Regions from separate parts of the Mus musculus genome. Here all the other regions are linked to region 1. A link is a contact called in public HiChIP or PLAC-seq data. All regions are on one chromosome and are shown on one strand. The core of a region is the stretch at or near the end of the contact, and the rest is flanking DNA. Distances in the headings are between cores, read along the strand shown. Region 1 holds the start of Resf1 (retroelement silencing factor 1). Region 2 has its middle 48 kb from the start of Resf1. Region 3 has its middle 8.7 kb from the start of Gm38930.

Evidence for each region. HiChIP or PLAC-seq counts read pairs in DNA pulled down with a chosen protein or histone mark.
Region 2: a contact with region 1 is called in an H3K27ac HiChIP or PLAC-seq map of embryonic fibroblasts, with 27 read pairs. The contact joins the enhancer-like site here to the promoter of Resf1 in region 1. A contact is called at or near these places in 3 of 39 promoter capture datasets (the 3T3-L1 cell line, 3T3-L1-derived adipocytes and macrophages), 2 of 15 datasets of contacts at CTCF or cohesin (CD8 T cells and the NIH/3T3 cell line), 12 of 484 Hi-C or Micro-C datasets (the 3T3-L1 cell line, MC3T3-E1-derived osteoblasts, adipose-derived mesenchymal stem cells and 9 more), 8 of 115 datasets of contacts at active chromatin or transcription factors (bone marrow-derived dendritic cells, bone marrow-derived macrophages, embryonic fibroblasts and 4 more) and 4 of 9 other capture datasets (adipose tissue, liver, macrophages and 1 more).
Region 3: a contact with region 1 is called in an H3K4me3 HiChIP or PLAC-seq map of the 230-238 cell line, with 60 read pairs. The contact joins the enhancer-like site here to the promoter of Resf1 in region 1. A contact is called at or near these places in 6 of 39 promoter capture datasets (the C10 cell line, liver, macrophages and 1 more), 11 of 484 Hi-C or Micro-C datasets (B cells, CD4 T cells, the G1E-ER4 cell line and 6 more), 12 of 115 datasets of contacts at active chromatin or transcription factors (the 230-238 cell line, the HPC-7 cell line, the SCID.adh cell line and 6 more) and 3 of 9 other capture datasets (adipose tissue, liver and pancreatic islet).

What each region holds. Positions count from the first base shown.
Region 1 is chr6:149,308,152-149,310,675 of GRCm38.p6, reverse strand. Resf1 (retroelement silencing factor 1) reads right to left here and starts at 1,262. Exons shown (of 5, transcript NM_026054.3): 1 at 772-1,262; 2 at 299-354.
Region 2 is chr6:149,259,667-149,262,190 of GRCm38.p6, reverse strand. No RefSeq gene overlaps it. Among named protein-coding and RNA genes, the nearest start is that of Resf1, 48 kb to the left of the region's middle. Within about 2 kb of position 1,265, at least 95 of the 459 cell types and tissues checked have an H3K27ac peak or open chromatin away from gene starts, as enhancers often do. A contact at or near this core is called in the NIH/3T3 cell line, adipose-derived mesenchymal stem cells, bone marrow-derived dendritic cells and 8 more, where this site is marked.
Region 3 is chr6:149,342,748-149,345,271 of GRCm38.p6, reverse strand. No RefSeq gene overlaps it. Among named protein-coding and RNA genes, the nearest start is that of Gm38930, 8.7 kb to the left of the region's middle. Within about 2 kb of position 1,256, at least 83 of the 459 cell types and tissues checked have an H3K27ac peak or open chromatin away from gene starts, as enhancers often do. A contact at or near this core is called in the 230-238 cell line, B cells, the HPC-7 cell line and 9 more, where this site is marked.

The DNA.
Region 1 (2,524 bases), core at 13-2,512:
CTGTGTCCCATTGGATCTGTGACAGTTTTGTTTGGTGATAGTTTTTTGAGTCTTTCACTATGCAGTCCTAGCTAAACTGAAATTTGGTATGTAGATTAGGCTAGCCTTTAACTCAAAGATCTGTCTGACTTGGTCTCCCAAATGCAAAAATTGAAGGCAAGCACATGCTAGGCAAGTTCTGTAGGTTTAACTAGTGTTGATTCAATGATACTCTTTATTCTAAAATAAGTTAGTCCACGGTACAATGCAAATAGTCATCCAGTAGAACCAGGATAGGCTTTATAAAAGGCAAACTTACCTGTAAATACAATTTTACCTTTTAATCTCTTCCACAAGGTATTCACGCCTCTAATTCTATGAAAATCAAGAAACAAGAAAGCAAGAGTTAAGGTCTAGTACATTTCCCTTACAGTGTCATTGAGACCATACTAAGTTTACTGAATTTATTTCAATTGTGCTAAAAACAAAACTACTGAATTAGGCTACTCTCAAAATATTCCCTGCCACTAGAATTCAAGCGGGCTTCTCCAAGTCCACTACTGCCCTTTAATACCAAAGCAAAAATACTTCTTTAGTAATTTTAGTGGACTGATAAAAGAGAACCTGATGGGGGCTGAGTGGAGCAATAACTAAGACCTTAGTATATCTGAATGGTAACAAGAAACAAACTTAAGATTCCCCTTAACTGTAACACACCCAGCAGACAATTTAAATCCCCACGCAAGTTCTGTAGTTGGCCTACTGAAATGCAAGCCAGCTCACCCACTTTACCTGTTTTTCCATTTTTCTAGGAAGGCACTCTTAAGTACCACAAATGCAAACAGATTCCAAGATGCTGCGGGCCGCGGCGCTCACACAGGCCTGGGCGCTCGAAGGCGGAGCGCAAGGCAATTCCGCTGGGTCGCAGGGGGGCCAAGGAGCGGAAGACCGAGACAGAAAGAAACCGAAAAACAAAACAAAGCTCTGCTTCTCCTTCCGAAACCGGAAGGGACGCTTAGCTGCAACAAGCCCGCCTGCTTCTCGGGCCAACAACCTCAGACCGCGCCCGCCCGGCGCGCAGCGACCCCGCGGTACAGCGAGGACCCGGGCGGCGCCCCTCCGCCGGGACAGAGGTGGCGAAAACCCAGCCCCGAGCCCAGGGGGCCGAACAAAAGCCCGATCCGAAGCAGACCTGCCGCCCGGCGGGTGCTTACACGCCAATAGCAAGGGACGAGGCCTCTGCCAAGCGCAGAGCGCGCAGAGGTTTGGTGGCAGCCTTCGTTGGGGCGGGTCCAGCTGGGTCCCCACTCCGCCCCCGAGCGCTTGCACCAGGGCCGCGGTCCTAGTGCCGGGCAGGTGTGCCTTCTACAGTCTGAGGGGAGAAAAAAGCTCAGCCTTGCACCTAGAATTTATATGAGAATCACCTGAGGGTGTAAGACCCCCAGGCCTTACAATCATATTATGATGGGTCAGCAAATCAGCAGAATATTTTTAAACTCATTGGTCAGCTACCAATGTCGCGGGGGAATTCTGGCAGCAAGGTCAGAGCAATTTGTGGTTTTTCTTGGAATTTAGTGCGAGGCGGGACAGGAGAACTGTTATTATTTGTTATAGTTATTTCTCCGAGAACTGCTAATCTTGTTTTCGCAGCTTTAGACTTGGTCTGGTCATTTTGACTGCTAAAACTATATTTCTACAAGGGCTTCTGGAGTGAAACGTCAAGGGCCAGTGGAAATATATTGTTGGGGTTCAGGAATCGCCACACAAACTGAAAAGAGTGAATTGGCCTGATGGAATTGGGCTCCTGAGTGCAGGAATTTGTTCAATAAATGCTGTTTGCTGTTGCATAGTATTTGAGTCTGGGATATCATTCTTCAGAGATTCATGTTCATATACTAACAAAAGTATATGAACAGTGATCCAGTTAAGCAACTTACTGAACACTTACCCTATTAATAAACCTTCAGGACTGCAAAAAGAACTCAGAAACATAATTATATTCCTAGTCTGCTCTCAGGGTAGGCTTTTTATAGGGAAAATAACAAAACATTTAATGGGCAAGAAGGGAAGCAGTAGGCTTACTAGGCAAAGTATTATCAGCTAACTTTTAAGCTGATTGGTCCTAGGTAAGGAATGGAGGTGTAAGACCTCCGAGGCTTTACCCTGGGTGCGCAAGCCCAAAAACACAACTTGACAACAGATCGCTGCAATGGCAAGAGGTTTATTGTTCTGACACGTCGCAGGGAGGGTCAACCCCAGAGCTCAGAAAGCATAGTTCCTTTATACATTTTGTGGAGGGTTGGACAGCCATATTATGATGGGTCAGCAAAGCAGCAGTATATTTTAAAACTCATTGGTCAGCTACTAATGTTTCAGGGAATTCTGGCAAGAAGGTCAGTTTGTGTTTTTTCTCGGAATTTAGTGCGAGGTGGGGCAGGAGACTTTTTCCGAGAACTGTTATTTTTCTGAGAACTGCTAATCTTGTTTTGGCAGCTGTAGACTTGGTCGGTTCATTTTGACCCCTAAAACTATGATTTCTACAGAG
Region 2 (2,524 bases), core at 16-2,515, 48 kb after region 1:
CTGACTGCCTCAGTTGCTTGATGTGTTTGTTAATTCCTGGCCCATGGGGCATTGTTTAACCCACACTGGTATTGCAGAACTTAATAACTGAACTACAATGGGCGCCAGTGTGCTATCAAGCCTAGTGGATTTCCTTCTGCTCAAATATCAGGTACCTTGAGTTATGTAGATAGCGCTTCCTTCCTAGTGGCAGAGTTCTCATATAAGAGAGACTCCTGGAATAGAGAATAGGTGATCAGAATGCTCACAGGGGTTTGGCCTGAGTCTAGAGTTAGATAAGCCAAGTTTTCCTCAAAAGAGATGATGGCTCTGAGTTTTTGTAACAAGTCCCTCTCAGTCAGTGGGTATAGAAAATAATCTGGCATAATCAGAAGAGAGTGAGTTATAGTCTCCTACAGGCTCAGAGATATCCATGGGAAATAGAGTGTTTGGCCTATAGCTCTTTGGATCACTATTTTCTTGGAGGTGAGGAGTCTAAGTAGTTCTTTCAAGACAGAGTGAGCTGACCCAGTGTCTATCAGGAAGTTGACAGGTTCCCCCCATCCTTATGGTCATCCTGGATTCCCAGGGACTAAGTCATATTGCTAAGTTATATATAGTTACTAAATATATATATATATATAACTCCCCTGTCCCCTTCAATTTAGTTGGAGAATGGGACAGCTTCCCTTTTTTTTTTTTTTTTTTTTCTTTCAGCTAGTGCTTTCCTTCTTCCTGTGGCCCTTCTGCTTAAAATAGGCACATTTTCCAAACATTTTCTTTCCCTTTCTTCTAGCCCATTTTCCCTATTTTCTCTCTTAACTTTTTTTTGGTTTTCTTTCCCTGTCTGTTTTCAGCTGATTCTTGGTTGTCATAAACTTTCTGAGCAATTTCCAAAAGCTGAAATCTATCCATACCCTCAAATCCCTCTTAATTTTTGGAGCTTTCTTTTTATGTCTGGGGCTGAGTGCATGACAAAGCCATGGAAAAACCACAACTTGTTCCAGGAGCCAAGCCACCCCTAGCAACAGCTATAACTTTTGTAACAATAGTCACTCCACCCTGAATAACAGCCAATCAGCTCCTAAGAGGAAAGTACCTAATGTTTCAGATGTTTTGAAATAGATTACACAAGTTAACCACAATTGTGCATAAGAAGCTGAAATCATTACTAGACAATAGAAATGTGCAAAGATACGATTTTCAAATATTAACCAATCATGTAACTGCTGTGTTGGAAGGCCCTCTAGCCTGCCGTACATGTGATAAAAAGGCAAGGCTTCATCATCTCAGGACCTCCCACACCTATCCACTGTGTTAGAAAGGTTGGAGAGTCCGAGCTCAGGCTTGAATAAAGACTCTTTGTTTTTGCATATGAGTCAGATTCCTTGTGGTCTCTGGTGTTACATGGGAACCTCTCAATTTGGGTATAACCCAATCAGGGAGGATGGCAAAGGAGAAGGCTTGAAGACACCAGAACAACCAGGGAGGTAGGAAAATGACACTCCATAAAAGGCAGGGAAAACCAATAGTTCACATGAGCAAGTATTATTCTTTTTTTGTTTGCTTGCTTTGTTTGCTTTCTTTTTTGTTTTGTTTGTGTGTGTGTGTGTTTTGTTTTTTGTTTTTGGAGACAGGGTTTCTCTGTGTAGCCTTGGCTGTCCTGGAACTCACTTTGTAGACCAGGCTGGCCTCGAACTCAGAAACCTGCGTGCCTCTGCCTCCCAAGTGCTGGAATTAAAGGGGTGCGCCACCACACCCAGCTTGCAAGTATTATTCTGTTAAAGTCATATAAGGAACTGGAAAACATTCTTTGTATTTAACAACAACAACAACAACAACAAAAGGGTTTAATTGGAGATCCAAGCCTAGAAGTACAAAACACTATAAATAATGACTAGAATTCTGAAAATAAAGTTGAAGGAGTTTTACACAATGATTTCAAGACTTACTACATCCAGAAGTGCAGTATTAGGAATGTAAAAGAAACTCAAAGTAATAGGATTAATGGTATAAAGGATTTACTAGTAGAATTGCTTAGGAGACAGCAAATCACAGAAATTAGAATTGAGCTAAGGGAATGCTGCCTCCAAAATATCTCCAAAATAAATAATATGCTAACCAGGCCTATTAGAGACAAACAAAATTTCAATGCTAAGATGTAAATGTTCACCAGGACTGAGACATTAAGTTCATTCCCAAAGAAAATGCAACTAACTGGAAGCACAAGGGGACAGCATGAGCCTACAACCTGGGCTGCCATAGAGCCCTCAGTTCTCTTTTTTAAAAAAGAATAATTCAAGCCGGGTGTTCCAGGACAGCCAGGGCTATACAGAGAAACCCTGTCTTGAACAAACCAAAAAAAAAAAAAAAAATAATAATAATAATAATAATAATAATAATAATTCTGCTGGGTGGTGGTGGCCCCAGCACTCAGGAAGCAGAGGCAGGCGGATTTCTGAGTTCGAGGCCAGCCTGGTCTACAAAGTGAGTTCCAGGACAGCCAGGACTCTACAGAAAAACCCTGTCTTGAAAAATCAAAACA
Region 3 (2,524 bases), core at 7-2,506, 35 kb before region 1:
GGCTATGTAGCATCTGCAGGGAACAGCATATGAGGGCTTTGATGATAGTACTTACTCCATTCAGCAAGGCCCATGGAAACCCCTCCCCACAAAGCAAGGGTCTGTGGGTGAATTTTGGTACCCTCTATGCTTAATCATGTGTGCTATGCTCCTTGCTTTTGCTATGCTATGTATACTTATAGAAATATTTAGTTTCATTTTGTCAGTCGTGGGCAAGGCAAGGATCATGTAAGCTGAAAGCCTGGTGGATGGTTCTGTTTTTCTCAAAAATGTTTTTCTTTTCTTTTCTTTTCTTTTCTTTTCTTTTCTTTTCTTTTCTTTTCTTTTCTTTTCTTTTCTCTTCTCTTCTCTTTTCTTTTTTGTTTGTTTTTTGTTTGTTTGTTTGTTTGGTTGGTTTTTTTTTTTTTTTTTCTAGACAGGGTTTCTCTGTGTAGCTCTGGCTGTCCTGGAACTCACTCTGTAAACAAGGCTGGCCTTGAACTCAGAAATCTGCCTGCCTCTGCCTCCCAAGTACTGGGATTAAAGGCATGTGCCACCACTGCCAGGCTCAAAACTGTTTGAAGAGGTAAAACCCTCCTCTCTTTCCTCTACCTCTATCAATCCTCCAGATGTGGCCATTAATCCTGGGCATTTTGGGACACAAGACCATGTCCCTAGAGAAACAGCTACAGTCATGCTGAGTAAGCATGTAATAGTTGTGGAGAGCAATGGGTCCTGCTTGCATAATTGTTCAAGGGAAGTTGTATCTGACAAACAGACACCTAAAAAATGGTTCTTGGAAAGACAGTATCAGGAATTGATGGGTGCATATTAGGAAAGGTTGTTTGGTACAATGAGCATGTCTCTGTTTGCAATTAAAAACTATTATGACAGAGGAATGCTATTTGATTGCTGGGGAAAAGACTAACTTTTTTTTTTTAAGATTTATTTATTGTATGTATGTGAGTACCCTGTTGCTATCTTCTGACATACCAGAAAAAGGTATCAGATGTCATTACAGATGGTTAAGAGCTACCATGTGGTTGCTGGGAATTGAACTCAGGACCTCTAGAAAAGCAGCCAGTGCTTTTAACCCCTGAGCCATTTCTCCAGGCCAGAAAAGACTAACTTTATTTTGAAATTTCAAGGATGGAGGGGAATGGGCTTATTCCCACAAAGGTTAATTTGTCTCTCACCTTGCATAACTGTGTAGCCACATTTGCTGCCAGCTGGGCATGTGCTCACGTCCACAGGATATGCTTGGCTAGACACATCTATTTTTGGCCTGCTCCAACTGTACTTTGTAGTACAAAATAAGGTTAGAGGGTGATTGGCACAGGGGGAAGGAGGAGGAGGAAGTGAAAGTAGTACGGGAACATAAGAGGCTTTTGTAGTGCTGATGTTAGATTTCTTTGAACACAAACAAACAATAACAACATTGCTCAGGTTAGCAGACTTATGAGTGTATAAATAAAGATGGTTCAAGCTACTAGGGCCACTTGCTTGAATGTCAACTGATAGTCAGAATCTTCATTCTCACTGTTGCCATACATCCTCCATAGTTCCACAACCCTGCTGTAATGCTGGTCACTAGAAACAAACCAGGGACTGAGGTATTGCTGTGATAGGCCTAACTATGCTTTTGTTTGTAATATGTGGATTTTTGAGACTTTAGGTTAGGAAAGCAGTTGAATGTTTTAAGCTCTGCTTAGTAGCCATACTAGTAGAAGCATGGAAGACAGTAGTAGTGCTGAGGGTGATTTGAAATGTGGGAGCCTGACTAAAGAGGTTTCAGAGAAGAACGTGGCTGCTTTTTGCCCCTATCTAAAGAGTCTGCCTGAGGCTAAGGTGAAGAGACTTAGCTTAATTACAATGGCAAAGGAAATCTCAAAACAGCCTCTCATTGACTTTATCCTGTGGTTCATTATTATAAAGAGCATTTTGATAAAACAGAGCAAGCTGAGAAATTAAAAATACAAAATGTATGGTTCAAAAATTAAAGAAGCACCAAAAAAGTGGAATGGAACTAAATCCTGTATTCAAGGAGATAAACAGATTAAAGATATTAAATGGAATTAAGGGAATGGTGAATTTGGGGCAAGATCCCACCCAGCTAAGTGACCCATCCAGCAAGTCCAGTTATTCGAGGATCTCGAGGGGACCTCCTCCTAATAACCAAATGGGGGGTAGAGAGAGACGAGGGTCTTGTACGAATAACGACACGGAAACCGTTCTGAAGTTGTATCAAGACCCCAAAATGTATTAGCCAGGCCCAAGGTTTAAATACACAAGCAAAAGGGGAAGTGCCTTTCAGCAGGAAGGATGGGGCAGTAGAATTGCACAAGGAAACCGGGAAGTACAGATACTTATCAGCGGGAGGAATGGGGCAATACAAGCAAAAGGAGAAGTATTTATCAGTGGGGAGGGGGGCAATAGAATTGCACATTCTTAGGCAGTTACACGGGGAAGCAGGAACTTGGCGGTATCAGGGTATCTTGAGGTCAGGACATCCGGCGCTGACTTTCTTGGAGCGGTGCATCCGGTG